2 separate regions of the Anas platyrhynchos genome follow, and region 2 is linked to region 1. Evidence: chromatin contacts called from public Hi-C data. All regions are on one chromosome and are shown on one strand. Each heading gives the region's core, a stretch centred on a gene start, on an enhancer-like site or on the middle of the called end of the contact. The rest is flanking DNA. Distances are from core to core; before and after follow the strand shown.

The links. Hi-C and Micro-C count contacts between places; a contact is called where the count stands out from the background.
Region 2: a Hi-C map of F5 follicle shows a contact between it and region 1, with 2.3 times the contacts expected there. The contact joins the enhancer-like site here to the promoter of CCNA1 in region 1. A contact is called at or near these places in 2 of 8 Hi-C or Micro-C datasets (F5 follicle and small yellow follicle).

What each region holds. Positions count from the first base shown.
Region 1 is chr1:182,045,432-182,052,435 of IASCAAS_PekinDuck_T2T, reverse strand. CCNA1 (cyclin A1) reads left to right here and starts at 4,141. Exons shown (of 9, transcript XM_027470501.3): 1 at 4,141-4,338; 2 at 4,469-4,608; 3 at 5,491-5,734; 4 at 5,953-6,077; 5 at 6,766-6,989. The coding sequence starts at 4,486.
Region 2 is chr1:182,080,605-182,087,608 of IASCAAS_PekinDuck_T2T, reverse strand. No RefSeq gene overlaps it. Among named protein-coding and RNA genes, the nearest start is that of SPART, 8.1 kb to the left of the region's middle. Within about 2 kb of position 3,263, at least 3 of the 8 cell types and tissues checked have an H3K27ac peak or open chromatin away from gene starts, as enhancers often do. A contact at or near this core is called in F5 follicle and small yellow follicle, where this site is marked.

The DNA of each region.
Region 1 (7,004 bases), core at 2,892-5,391:
CAAGCACTTGTCTTTGTACAGACAGCATTTCTCTCTCCTGTAAACAATCTTACAAAAAAAAAAAAAAAAAAGATTGGTATAGTAAAGCACAATCTTCAAGTATTTCTACAGGCAAGTTAAAAAAAAAAAAAAAAAGTATTGCTCTTGGATCTCTAAAGAAACCCTCCATGGCATTCTGGGGATGTCTGACAATGGGGCAGATCTGGAGGTCCAGTTCAGTCACTCTTCATGGCCCAGAGCAGAAACTGAAGTCCATGTGGAGTTTGCTGTGTAAAAGCTGGGACTTAACAGGGCTCCTCAGAGTGGAAAGCAGGAGCCTGTTCCTGCTCCCAAGGCATGGGATGATAGAAGTCCCTTTATTTGAAAAAGGTACTGAATTTGGAAATTTCCCCATTCACAGTGTTAAAAAATAGAGAAAGGAGCTAGGAAAGATTCACATGATGTCAGAGAAAAGTCCTAACCAGGCCTTTAATACTTCTTCCAGGGCCACAAAGGAAGCATCCTTGCCAAGACAGCGATTGCTCTGACTTCTCTGTCTTCCTAGAAGTCGTGATAGTCTTCAATAAGACAGAAATTACTGCAAGAAGCCCTAAGGAGTCCACTCAGGAAGGCTTTAGTTTCCTCTCAAGCACACAGAGGGAAGCTCAGAAGTAAATGATTAACGGTCCAAAGCTTGATTTGATCTGCTGCTACAATTAAGTAGTAGCTGGCAAAGCTCACCAGCCTCCCTCAGGTACTAATCCATACTGGGCTGTTTCAAAGAGTTCCTGAGAAAGTGGAGCTTAAATAACCTCATTAAAAGCCATCTGAGAGGCGTTTCAGTTACACTAATGTACTGTGCAACTACTGAGGACATTCATAATCTGCTCAAATATAAAAATATAAATAAGTCATCTGCTGGGTAGCTGAGATTCTCCAGTTACATCTAAATGGCATATAAATATGAGGGGTATTCGGATATAAAAGCTACTTACTGACTGAAGATGAATTCAGTAAATAATTGCTGTTCATGTACTTGGCTGGGAGTGACACATGATCTTTCCATGAATGTGAATTATGCATTAGACCTGTAACTACCAAGTTCAGATATTTCTTGTGACAAGCACCTTATGGAGTGAGTGAGCTGTCAGAAAAATAGGCTTGGGCAGAACAGAGGTAAGGTTATTTTTATAAGCTATGGGCATTTTTCACAAACAGTTCATTTACCTATCTGACAATATGTACTTGCTGTATAGACCTCCCTCTCCTTCCCCAAAAAAGGCATGAATTAATAAAATGCATAATTCAGACTTATTTAATCATTGCATAGAAGGCCCTACCGCTCCCATCGTGGTCTGGAAACCCAGACCAGAGAACTGACCCAGCTGGAAACAACACTGCCTTGCTGTTGTGGTTGTGTTACTTTTCAGGTGGACTAGGTCTTGGTTTGCCCGAGGACCACATGAACCCTTGTGGGATTGCCTGGGTGCCAGCAGCAGTGAGCCCTTGCCAGGGCCAGGCCACACAGAATGTGAATGGATGGGTAACCAGGGTGCTGGGGACATGAATATCCTCGGGGATCTAAGCCTAGAGCCATCATATCCCCCATGTCCCAATAGAGTGCCCTAAATCTTGTCCTCACTATGTTCTAACATCTTACTCTCAAATATACAACTTCCGTTCTTCTCACAGGAGATTTTGCAGCTAGCAACCGGTATTGATTTAAGGTCAGAAGAGTAGTGCCAGTTACTTAAAATGTAATTATAGACTGAAATTGGGGTTTTGATACTCCTGAATTAGAATAGTATTGCTAAATTGTAATTTAAAGTTAAAAAAAAATTTTGCGTTGACAGAAAAATCACTTCTATTGCTAAGAAGTGTGAGACTGGGCTTATTCTTTTTTTTTTTTTTTTTTTTTTTTTTTAACTCATAAAATATATACATTTCAAATGCCTTTTGCTTAAAAATGTTATCAAAACTGAACAATTAAAATGTAGAATATTCACATTTTCAGATATGGTTTTGATTAAAATCCACCTTCTTAGACTGCTATAGATTCTACATATTTCCTAGCATGGGATTTTAATATGTTTTTTTGAGAAATCCAATCAAACCAGTGGTATAAAGGGTATTTATTAGTTATGTAATTCAAAAGTTATGCTTAAGCCGATGCTGAATGTCAAATACTTAATTCCAGAAGCCAATACTCTGCATGAAAATGTCCAAAGAAGTGTTCCTGAGTGAGGTCTTTCCTGTGCAAACCTGGAGCTTAGAGATGATATAAGGAACAGGAAGGACACAGATGCACTGTGCAGCTTTCTGTCCCCTGACCTGCTGTGACAGCTCAGCTTTGATACCTACAGATCAAATACAGGTGACATTTTTCATCTTGAGATATACCACTTACCTCCTACAGTACATTCATTTGGAAGAGAAAAAAAAAAGTCAAAAAAACATTTGAGATATATGGAAGAAAAAAATACAGACCTTGTTACAGCCTGGAACTGCTAAAAGCAGGTCTGGGAAAAGACTTGTTGCTTATTGCATCCAAATTTTGGATCAGAGCTCCTACAGCTCACTGATACTGGAGAGCATCTCAAGACATACCACAACTTTGCCCATGGCAGAGACATTTCTGACAGCAGTTACTGTAACTTGATCTTACAAATTTGCAAAGGGGGAAGTCCCACAAACTTCCCATGCCATCTCTTCTGGGGCATCACAATCCTGATGTCTCACGTAAACCTCATGCTGGGGTTAAAGTTCTTGTACTGCTTGCTCTTCCCATTGAGCACAGAGAGACCATTTAATCCCTTTCGTCCTCCCTATGGGCTTTCAGAGGGCTTGTGTACCACACAAGCTACTCTCCTGTTTGTTCATGCTAGCACAGCCAGGAATGTGGTGGCTTATGCTCCACTGGAGGTTCATTATAGCCTCCTGCTTCTTCTTCACAGAGCTGCTACTGACCCAGATGGTCCCCATCCCACATGTCTGCAGCTGGTGGCTTTGTCCAGCCCTGCTCTGTCCAGTCTTTCTTCAAAAGCATCCCACTTTTCCAGTTTGTCATGATCATTTCTGAAATCTCGTCTTGTTCCCCAGCATAGCCACTGCCCTTCCCAGCACCATCGGTGGTGTCATCCACAACTTCACTGAGTCTGCTACCTGTGTTACTATCTGCTCCACTGCTGAAAAATTTTGGTGATATTGGACAAACCGCTGCTTAATTCCTCTTATAAAGCTCTGTGTTTCCACCCTGACACCTGAGAACTGCTCTTGTGCACAGCTTCACAATCAGTTTTGCAGTTGTCCCCTTGTTTTGACTTTATCAAAGTGTTACAAGGGTCAAATAGATACTAAAATAAGCTAAAATCAAAAGGGGTAATCGATTTTTTTGACCTTGACTGTTTCCATAAAGCTTCTATTGCCATTCATACATCTTTTTGTTATATCCTAGACGTTTACAGACAGAAGATAGCTCTTAATAACTGATTATTTGTTCCCAGACTCCTCTGGAAATTCAGATTAATCTCACTTGGTTCCTGCCCCAGCCAGCTTTCCCCTTGTGGAGCTGGGCACCCCTCGGTGTTTCTCTCCTAACTGGGTAACTCGTCTGTCCTGTCGGAGCTCACTGAGAGGCTTGGGGTCTCCAGGGTTTAATCGTCAAGTCCTTTAATAGCATCAGGCAGACTTGTTTCCTTCCTTATAAGCTTTATTAATAAATTAATTATATTTGCAACTGATATTTGTCAATAGTAGTATTAAAGTTATATTATGAATATTTTAATAGTGTAGGTGATTTGTTGTATAGGGGTGGGGTTTTGGCCATCCTACTGCTGGCATCCTCACCGCGGGGGACCTCCTGATGACATGAAATCCCTCAGCTTCTCCTGCCAACCAAGCGCTGTGTTTAATGCACACCAGTCCTTCCTTGCTGCTTCCCTGCCAGCAGCGCACTCCCAGCTCTCTTGCCATCCTCAGCCTCGCCTCCTGGCTGCACCTCGCCTGCTCTTTGGACACTCCACACAGTCTCCACACCCCCAACAACCCGCCTTCACCCCACTACACTACGGTGGGACACCATCAACCCCTCCCCACCGGCAGCGGGGCGGGGAAGCGCGGCCCAGGCCGCGGCAGGGCCGGCCCGGGCGGGGTCTCCATGGCGACCCGCAGCCGCTTGCCCCGCCAGGGCGGCTGCGCCGGGGGTTGCGGCCGCCGCTTCCAACTGGTCTCGGCCAACAGCCGCCCGCGGCCGCCTATATAGGGGCGGCGGCGCTGCCTTCCTGCCCTCCGTCCCCGCATCCATCCATCCATCCCTCCTTCCTTCCTTCCCAGGGTCAGGCGTGGCTGCTCCTCGACCGAGTACTGGCTAATTTTATTTATCTGTATCTTTTATTTTATTTATTTTTTAATTATTTTTTTAAAAATATTATTATTTTAATTTTTATTATCTTATTTATTTATTTTTTTTCCCCCTCTCTCTCCCCGGAAGGTGCCGGCGTGGGGGCGATGCACCGCACCGGCGAGATGAGCCGGGCGGGCCGCCTGGAGCCCTGCCCCGTTGCCCCCCGCGGCGGCCGGGCCGTGCTGGGGGTGCTGGTGGAGAACGGGCAGCAGCGGCCCGGCGGCCAGGTGAGCCCTGTTCGTGCCGGATACCTCCTCCTTCCTTCCCTCCTTCCTTCCTTCTTTCCCTCTTTTCTTCCCCTCCACTACTCGTCCCTTCCCCTCCGGGTGGGCTCTGGGACTGGTAGCTGGCTGCTCCCCGCCAGGCTGCAGGTGAAGGCGTGGGGGGGTGGTGGGCTTCAGGTCATCCGTGCTCTAAAATGTAGGGGGTGGTTTAAAAAAAGTCGCTTTGCTGATGCTTGCCTCAACGTCCCGTTGCTGTGTGGCTGCTCACGTTGCTGTCAGGGTGTGGGTGTGTTTAAGAAGCTGGGTTCACAGCTGGGTGTCCTCCAGTCCTCCTGGAGCTAGCTGGCTGCTGGGGCAGGGGAAACGGAGCTGTGCTGGCTTGCAGGACCTCAACCAGCAGCTGTGTGTGTGCAGTCCTCTTGGGTGCGACTTCTTGAAGCCCCAAACTCAGCTGGTGGCTCACATATAGTAGATAACACGAAGGGCTGTATCCTGTTCACAAGCTGAAGTCGTGGGGTTTGTGGTGCTTAAACTCAACGTTTCCAACTTTGGTTTATAAGTTGACATGCATTTGTAAGTCTGTGGTGGTGCTTGAGTGGTTCTTCTCATTGCCCTAACTTGCTACACTTTCTAAAACCTGCTCTGTGCTACACTGAATGTGGAGCACACCCTGCACTTGCCAGCTGTCAGAGCCAGGCAGTGCCCTTGCTTCCAAGGCAGTGCCAGTGCGTCCCAAGTGCCAGCTGCAGTGGGTGGCTTTTCCAATTAACTTCTGTACCTTGCTTTGTTAACCAAGGAAAGTGATTTGTCTCTCTAAAACAACCAATACTGTTTGCTTTCTTCCTGAATTGCCCTGCCACAGCATTGCCATGCACTCTGTTTCAGAGTACTGCTGTTACCAGACACCTTCCTGTCTCTAAGAATGCCATCCCTCCAGCTGGAAAAGATGAATTATCCAGCTACATGATCAGTGCTGCATCAAAGCAGGGGTTTACTATCTACATAGATGAACCGGAACAGAAAGAAAACTACAACTGCCAAGTGGATGAAGAGCTGGAATCAAGCCTGTGTGAACTGGATACTAGTGCAATGACATCCAGTGTTCACCTACTGCTGGATCTAAGTACAGGTAACCATGGTTAATACATGGTATCTGTAGCACAAGTATGTACAGTTGATCATGAATTGTGGTGAGCTGGTGAGTAGCTTATTTTACAATAAGTAATGCTTCGGGATAACTTTAGTTGTGTCTAGGTGACGCACAACACTTCTGCTGTGCTAGAAATAGCAAGAGAAGGTGAAGAGGCTAACTATCCAAGTGTCTTTCTGTCTCTTTTTGCCTGCTAGCTTCTCCTATGCTAGTGGATACATCCTTCCAGTCTCACCCTGTGGAACAGATGGGAGATGTCATAACTCTAATGACTGTGGGAGAGTATGCAGATGACATTCATCAGTACCTCAGAGAAGCCGAAGTGAGTGTCTTCTAACAAACCTAGAGGTATTTGGGATGTGGTGGGCTGCAATACTGCAAAGCTGTATGGTTGCTCCAGGATAAGTCTAGGCAGCCACTGAGCAAGCAATAAAATCCATCTCTCTAGCTAGAGAGGTTCATAGGTATCTTCTAGACAGTTATGAGATCTTTCAGGTATTACTCTGCATCCCAGAAATACCCCACTGTTGGAGCATGCCTTGACTCCAAGGAATGAAGAGTTCTTGCAGGTGGGAGGTGAAAACTGCAAAATTACTGAAGCAGTTGGATGTGACCTCACTGACAGGTCTTCTGCTCCAATAGACTTTTTTTTTTGTCATTCTTTATCAGAACAGTAAAATGCAGTCTCTCAATAGGGGGAGGGGAAATAAATGATTTGTTTCTCATTGTCAGGTCCTCCTGAATTGCTTATATGTGCAAAGGCTCAACTTGACAGTCCAGGAGGTCCTTTACTTTTCTGTTACTAACATGGTAGCTCTTATCTCTTCAGTTTTTCTAGAGATGCTGCTAGTTAATACTGCTAGTACTGTAACTATAGCTAGTAACTAGTTATTAATAGTGTAACTGCTCATGTTCCTTTTCGTAGAAGTTCACAGAATGTTAATCAGCTCAGCCTTCAATGGTCCTTTCCAGGGTAAGCAACCTGATTCTTCACTTGTCTCTCCAAACAGATTAAATACAGGCCCAAGCCCCACTACATGAGGAAGCAACCAGATATCACATCAGGAATGCGTGCCATCTTGGTAGACTGGCTGGTAGAAGTAGGGGAAGAATACAAACTTCAGACAGAGACGTTATACTTGGCAGTGAACTACCTGGACAGGTTTCTCTCCTGTATGTCTGTTCTCAGAGGGAAGCTGCAGCTTGTAGGAACAGCAGCGATTCTTCTGGCTGCGTGAGTGTTTATCTC
Region 2 (7,004 bases), core at 2,014-4,513, 36 kb before region 1:
TTTTCCCCACCTAGGGAGGAAAGTTGAAGGAGTCACACAACATGATTTGTTCTGAAACACAAACTCCTCAAAGTGATGGGCAGGGGCTCAGCCAGAATGATTCTAGTAATCCTCTGAGTAATCCCAAACTACAATCTGTCTCTGCACATTACACTCTGTGCAGTGTGTGGAAATGTGCTGTGGAAATCAGTTCTTCTACTTCCACATGTAAGTGCTCAGCCATCCATGGCCCTCTCTGTCAGGGCAAGACCTACACATGTGTCTTCAGTCTCTTGGCCCTTTGCTTACCCAAAGAGGAGCTGAGTAGGGTCCTGAGTGGATCAACATCTTGAGCATGCAATGCTATGCCTCCAAAAGTGTCTCCATATAGCCAAAGGCAGAACTCAGACAGTACGGTTTGTTCAATTGACACCCTATAGAAACAGTTTTGGAACAATTGATGGATCAAATATAATAAAAAAGATGTTTGTTAGACAAAGCATTTTGTAGAAATCCTGATCTTTTATAGGTGAATCTCAAACTGGAAACAATCTAGACTTCACATTACAAATGTGTGGTTTTAAATTGTACATATTAGTTGTACCATTCACCTAAAATCAAGTATATATCTTTAAAAAATAAGATCCCACATTTATGTGGGACAGAATTTTATATCATATTATTACTTTAATAATTAATGGTGCATACATATTTTTCAATCAACAGAATTGCAATTGTATTTTTTAATTCCTATTCCACTCTAGTTGAAACCAAAACTGAGAAAGTGTGTAAAGCAGAACTGAAGAAATACTGTGACTGCATAGCTAGATGGCAGTATGCACATTGCTTTGAGAAAAGAACTCTTATTTCAAAGATGGGCAGAAAAATCTGCCTTCTCTTTAACAACTGAATGACAGGCTGCTATTTTGAAATGTGCTGGATAAGAATGTCTGAATACCTGATACATCTGAGTCTGGCCACTTGGTTTAGATGTCTAAATCAGAGGTGCTTAATTTGGCCCTAGAGGCCAATTATGAAATGTTGCATTTCCCTCTTTATCTTTTTATCCAATATTTGTCTACATTTTTCAAAACAGGTTAATATTATACATGATTCTTTTCATTTGAGGATTTGGTAAAGATACTGCAATAAAATAAAATAACATCATTCTTTTACTTATATTACTCAATTTCCTAAAATTTGAGGCAATATTAATGAAAAAAAAAAAATTGCCATTGACTCAGCAGGCCTTGAATCATGCATTGAATTATTATCTTTTACACTTTTCTTCATTAGAAAACCTCCCAAACCTATTTAATTACAAAAGCAATTAAATGTAGTGCAGTAAAATACACAAACTATTGAACTTGTCTATGGTAATAGACTAGTCTGTAAACACAGCAAACAGGGAAACAGGTCCAGATTCAAATCCCAAGAAGTTACTTTAAACAGCATTAGAGGGAAATGTATGTCTATGGTAGCATCACACAATGCTACAATGAGCTTGTTTTGGTGATAAAGGAATTTTATTCCTTTCACAAACATAACAAAATACTCAAAAAAAAAAAAGTATTCATGAATGCCTAACAAACTCCTTCACAAGGACAACTTTCAGGACATTATCGTGTTTTCCTCCCTCCTCACTGCAGATGTTTATGTGGCCAGTCCAGGGTACTGTGCACAGTGGTATAAGCCTTCCTTTCCCAAATGTGTCAGCCCAAGAGCCTGGGAAGATCTGGGACAGGGGATTTCAGCCCTGCTGGCTCACACAGCCTGAGGCTTGCACAGAGCTTCTGCTGCGAGCTTTTTGTCAGAGGCTGGCTCCACGTTGTCCTCCCAGCTTTCTGGGGCAAGTCCAATATCCTAAGGCTCATTTGCTAAAAAGCCTGTTTTCCAATTACGTGCAATGTTGGGTGCCTGGTGTTTTATGAGAAACAAAGTTTTTTGGACTCAGCTGAAGACCAGAGTGAGTTGCAAGGAGCTGTGTGGCAAAATGCACAGAGAGCAGGAAGGTAGGGGTATGAGTAAGGAGACTATAAGTAGCTTTGGGCTGTGATTTCCGAGCAGCACAGGCAATACATTGTCTAGTAGGAAATCCCACTGCAGTCAGGCTTTCTTTACCTTCTCATCTCTTTGTATTAGTTGCACAGAAGACAGAGAGGGACTGACTGGTGTCAGAAATGCAGTGCCATATGATGCAGGGCTGTGTGTTCATCTAAACAAAGGGATGGAGGACAGAAGGTCTACAGTTGTGCTGGTTTCTCCAGTTGGCTTTCTATTCATGTGAATCAAGCACTGACTCCAGTTTTGATCTTATATGGGATCTTCCCTTAGGAGACCATCACTTTGGAAAAAGTGGACCTCTGTTTTGTGGGATAGGAGTAGGATTTGGATAGGGCAAGAGTGGTAGTGGCTTTCAACCTGCTGAGCTATTGAAGATATAATGCAGCTAAGGAGATGAAGGAAATATGCTGTTTGTGCTGCTGAATTTATGCACATATTGTGCTGGACTGATGTTTCTGCCATGAAAGACAGTCATGTGGGCTAATCAGCTTTATGGGATCTGTACTGTTGGATGTAGGATGCTGTGTAGATAACCAGTGACAACTCTGGATCATTTAGGTCATTTGAGGGAACATCTTGGAAGTTGTTAGAAGAGCTGAATACTCTGTATATTTTTTCTATTCCTTCAGAAGATAGTCCAAAAGCTAGACCAGATATACCCTTGGGTTATTTTTTTCATAAGAGATGACTACTTGTTCTTCTGCAAGAAGAGTCAAAAATTCTTTAGTAATTCCCATTCTTGTAGGCAGTTGCTCACATAAACATTTTGACTGATTTCACTGCTAACTGTTTACAAGTTCTCTCTAAATGTATACAAATGTATATATTCCTTTACCTGTATGTCCTGGAATCCCCCTGTCTGTGATGTTTGTGTGCTGAGAGCTGCATAGATGCAGAGAGCAAAGGGGAAGCTCCCACACTGGGAGAAGGACTTGCCATCTGGGTAGGAGACTGAAGATAGGGGATACAGACGAGAAATTCAGGAAAGACGTGGGACTATTCAGACCACATTCAACCTTAAGATCAAGTAAATTAGAGAGAAAACTAGAGAGTTCTGATATCTTCTGAATGTCAGATCTATTCCATACTGAGATCATGGGGGTAGACCACATGTCCAGCAGGCTGGAGGAGAGAAGAAGGAGGCTGAGGCTGGCCTAGGGTGGTAGTCATCATTACAGTTGTGACACTGCTCACAAGAGCCTAATATTAGACTGTGGTGACCTGATCGGGAGGCCAGAGGAGGTCCTGGCATTGTCAGGGTGGTGTAGGCACATTGTTCTGCATGGCTGTTGCTGTGGCCTCAGCAGTAAAGCAGGGCTGAGTTTTGCCCTGCTATCACAGTTTTAGTTATTTGTGAATTTCAGTCCCGCTGTCCTTGGAGGTACCATTGAGAAAACCTCTTCTGCTGCTCTTTGTATTTCTTATCTCTAGTTTGTAGACTAAACTGCAGAAAGCAAAGCAGGCTCACTGTGTGGTGTGCAGTGAAATCAAATAATGCTGCACTGAAAACCAGGTTTTGCTCAGGTCTGTCTACACTGCATGCTGTAGTGTAGTACAGAGATATTTATACTTAGATTCAGCCTCTTTTGGGTACAAGAAATAGTTCAGTCTGCTTCTTGGAAGGGTAAGTTAGCCCTTTGGATGCTATGCGATGCATGGCCCCTAGAATACAGGATGACATCTTTAAACCTATTTCCAGTATTTCTGTATAACACTGAAGCTTATACTATGGACATATCTATTTGAAACCATAGTGTAGCATTTTAAAGGATGATTTTATTAACAAAAAATGCACCACTATATTTCTAGTCCTGTTCCTACACCCCTGTGCCCAAGTACAATGCCTGCATGTTTTAGTTTATAAGATTTGTTTTTGTATTTATCAGATCAGTGGAGGAAAGCTGGCATCAGAACCTGAAATGAAGCTATGAAGTTTTTGCAGGTCTGTAGTAACAACCACAAGTCAGTTGTTCATTAAATCTCATCCTAAAAATGCATGTAGTATGAAACTAGGGTGAAAAGTTCATTAAAGTTCATCACCAAAGGTATAAAAGTGGGACGAAAAAGTCACCTGAAAGTTCACAGCTGTTTTCTTACTTATCAGATAGGAGCTCAGTATGAAACATTGCCCTTGAATATTCAGGTAAATGTATTAGGTAATAAATTACTTATCATTACAATTGATATTTATATTTATTTATAAATTTACTAAACCATAAAAATGGTTTAGTATTTATTTATAAATTTACTAAACCATATAACAAAATGAGACCATAATGATACAGACGACTAAGTACATCCTTAATTCTTGGGCTGACTTGCTGTAATGGACCTGCTTGTGTATGGTTTCATCCAAGTGTCCAGAGGACTCATGACCCATTAATCATTCTGTTCTTATATGAATTCCTCTTTCCTAGATTAGAAGCCTATACCCTTTAGCCAAAGATACCTCATAGTTATTTCAGCTTGGCAGTTACTACATTTAAGTACCCAAAGTGTATATAGAACTTGAACTTTAAGCAAAAGCTTCTTTGTTATTGTCTTTTTTGTACTTCCTTAGGCAAATTACCCAGCACAAGGGTTGTTCCAACTTTGTGTAAATAAGTTACAGCAAAATTACTTTTTTCTTCATTCAGTCAGGATGAAAGAAAAATATGTATTAAATTCAGTAAACACGGAGCTCTCCTGAAATGAAACAGGTATTTTTTAATTTTCTAAAATTAATATGAGACTTCAAAATTATTGTAATTCAAATACTAAATATCTTTCCTTTCTATACAGGGATTAAAAGGAAAACCCTTCAGGGACTCATTTAACACAAACAAGTCCCAGTAGCTAGCACTGAAAACTCTTTAACCTGCTGGATAATGCATCTGTATAATATTGAGATACAAGTAACAACATTATATCCAAAGGATACAATTTTTATGAGAAATTTTTCATGCCTTTTATTCCCTCAGAGCCTGATACATTATTATATTCCAGTACAATTATTTTATTACCCTCAAATACTCTGTATTTATTAAAAAGTTTAAGAAAACATGCAGCATAATTAGATGTAGATTTCTATGTGCATGGGTCTCAATATGTGCTATTAGAGAATTAACCTGATTTGAAACCTCTTCTTGCAGGACCAAAATAACCTTTCACTTTCCCTCTTGCAAATCAGGTGAACTAATACTTATTTCACCTTCTTAAAGCTGAGGAAGTCATGCTATCTGCATACTAGTGAAATATAGGGTGGCTGAGCATGTACCTACCCTAATAGTCAAATCACCCTTGTTTAAAAACCAGCCAATGACCCAAATCAGTGAAGAACTGTTTGTTTTCCATTGATGCGACAGGCTTTTAGAACTGCTAATGCAGTTTATGGTAGGTCCCTGTCACGGTCACATCTGCTTATCTGCTGGGATGGAAAATTGCAGGATGGAGGCAGGAATGGGTGGGGTGAGAGATGAATAATAATCAGGAAATAATTAAAACAGCTTTTCTGACAGAGAAATTGGGGCACCACCAACACCCTAAGGATGTCATATACACCTTCTAAGCTATTTCTCTTGTGTATAGTAGTGACACGGTTCCTTTCTTTGTTGGCTTATGCAGGCAATAGGACAGGGACACCATTCTTTGCTGGGAACAGACGATCTGCAAAACCAAGGTGTTCTGAGGAAAGTACACTTCTGTTCATAATGAAGCACATACATTTGGAGGATGGTGGCTTGCATCATCCAGGAAAATGACACCTCCACACAGAGTCAGCTGTAGCGCTGAAAGCTAAATTAGCTTTCCTTACATTATGTCATGTTCCATCTTGGACTGTTCAAATGATTACTTTGTTATAATTTAAATAAAACACATACCTGAAGATATTAATTCCCTCCAACATGTTTTTACTTGTAAAATGCTCCGAGTTCAATAAATATTCAATACATATTTACTCAAGTGGAACTTGTTCCACTGTTCTTGTTTACTGCATAAATATTATGAACATTTTCAAAAGCTGACTGAGTAAAATATAGATATTCAAGAGCAGAGTGTTGTTATCCTGGCTTCAAAGGTCAGGGATTAAGTGGCTTATGCAATTTTCTTGTTTTATTTGAAGCTTTTAAAAATGAAATAGTAGACATTTTTACAGAATCATAGAAAAATTAAGGTTGGAAAAGACCTTCAAGATCATCTAGTCCAACCATCACCCTACTATCAATGTCACCCACTAAACCATGTCGCTGTGTACCAGGTCCAACCTTCCCTTGAACACCCCCAGGGACGGTGACTCCACCACCTCCCTGGGCAACCTGTCCCAGTGCCTGACTGCTCTTTCTGAGAAGAAATGTCTCCTAATTGTTTTAATTGTTGAAGAGTAGGGGCATAACATTTCAATTTTTCCACTCACCAGGGACATTGCCCAACTTCTAGGAATTTTCAACTATGTTGCTTGGCAGCTACATCAGCCAGTTCCCTCAGGACCCTGGGATTCATGTCATCAGGTCCCACAGACTTGTACCTGTTTAGATTCATCAGGTGGTCTTGAAACTGCTCTTCACTTACAGTGGGTGGGACTTTGATCCCCCAGCCTCCATCTATGGAGTTAATTTCCCTGAACCCTCCATCTACGGCTTCAGGGAACTGAAAGACTTGGGAAGCCCATCTACCAGTGCAGACAGAGGCAAAGAAGTTGTTGAGTACCTCAGCCTTCTCCATGTCTGTTGTTACTCAGATATAGAAACCCATTCCTAATATAAGAAATTAGCCACCTCTAATCACTTACACACTCTAAGACTCAAGACCTCTTCCCATATAATCAGTACCCACAGTACACAGCATTAGCTTTAGCTATCCCCTGCCCCAATCTCCCCATCTCCAATGACAGCAGGAATGCTACCTGCTTGGGTTCACTCAGGCTGAGAACAGTGAATGTACAAGAAGTGCTTTGGGACTGAAATTAACATGCCACATTCAAC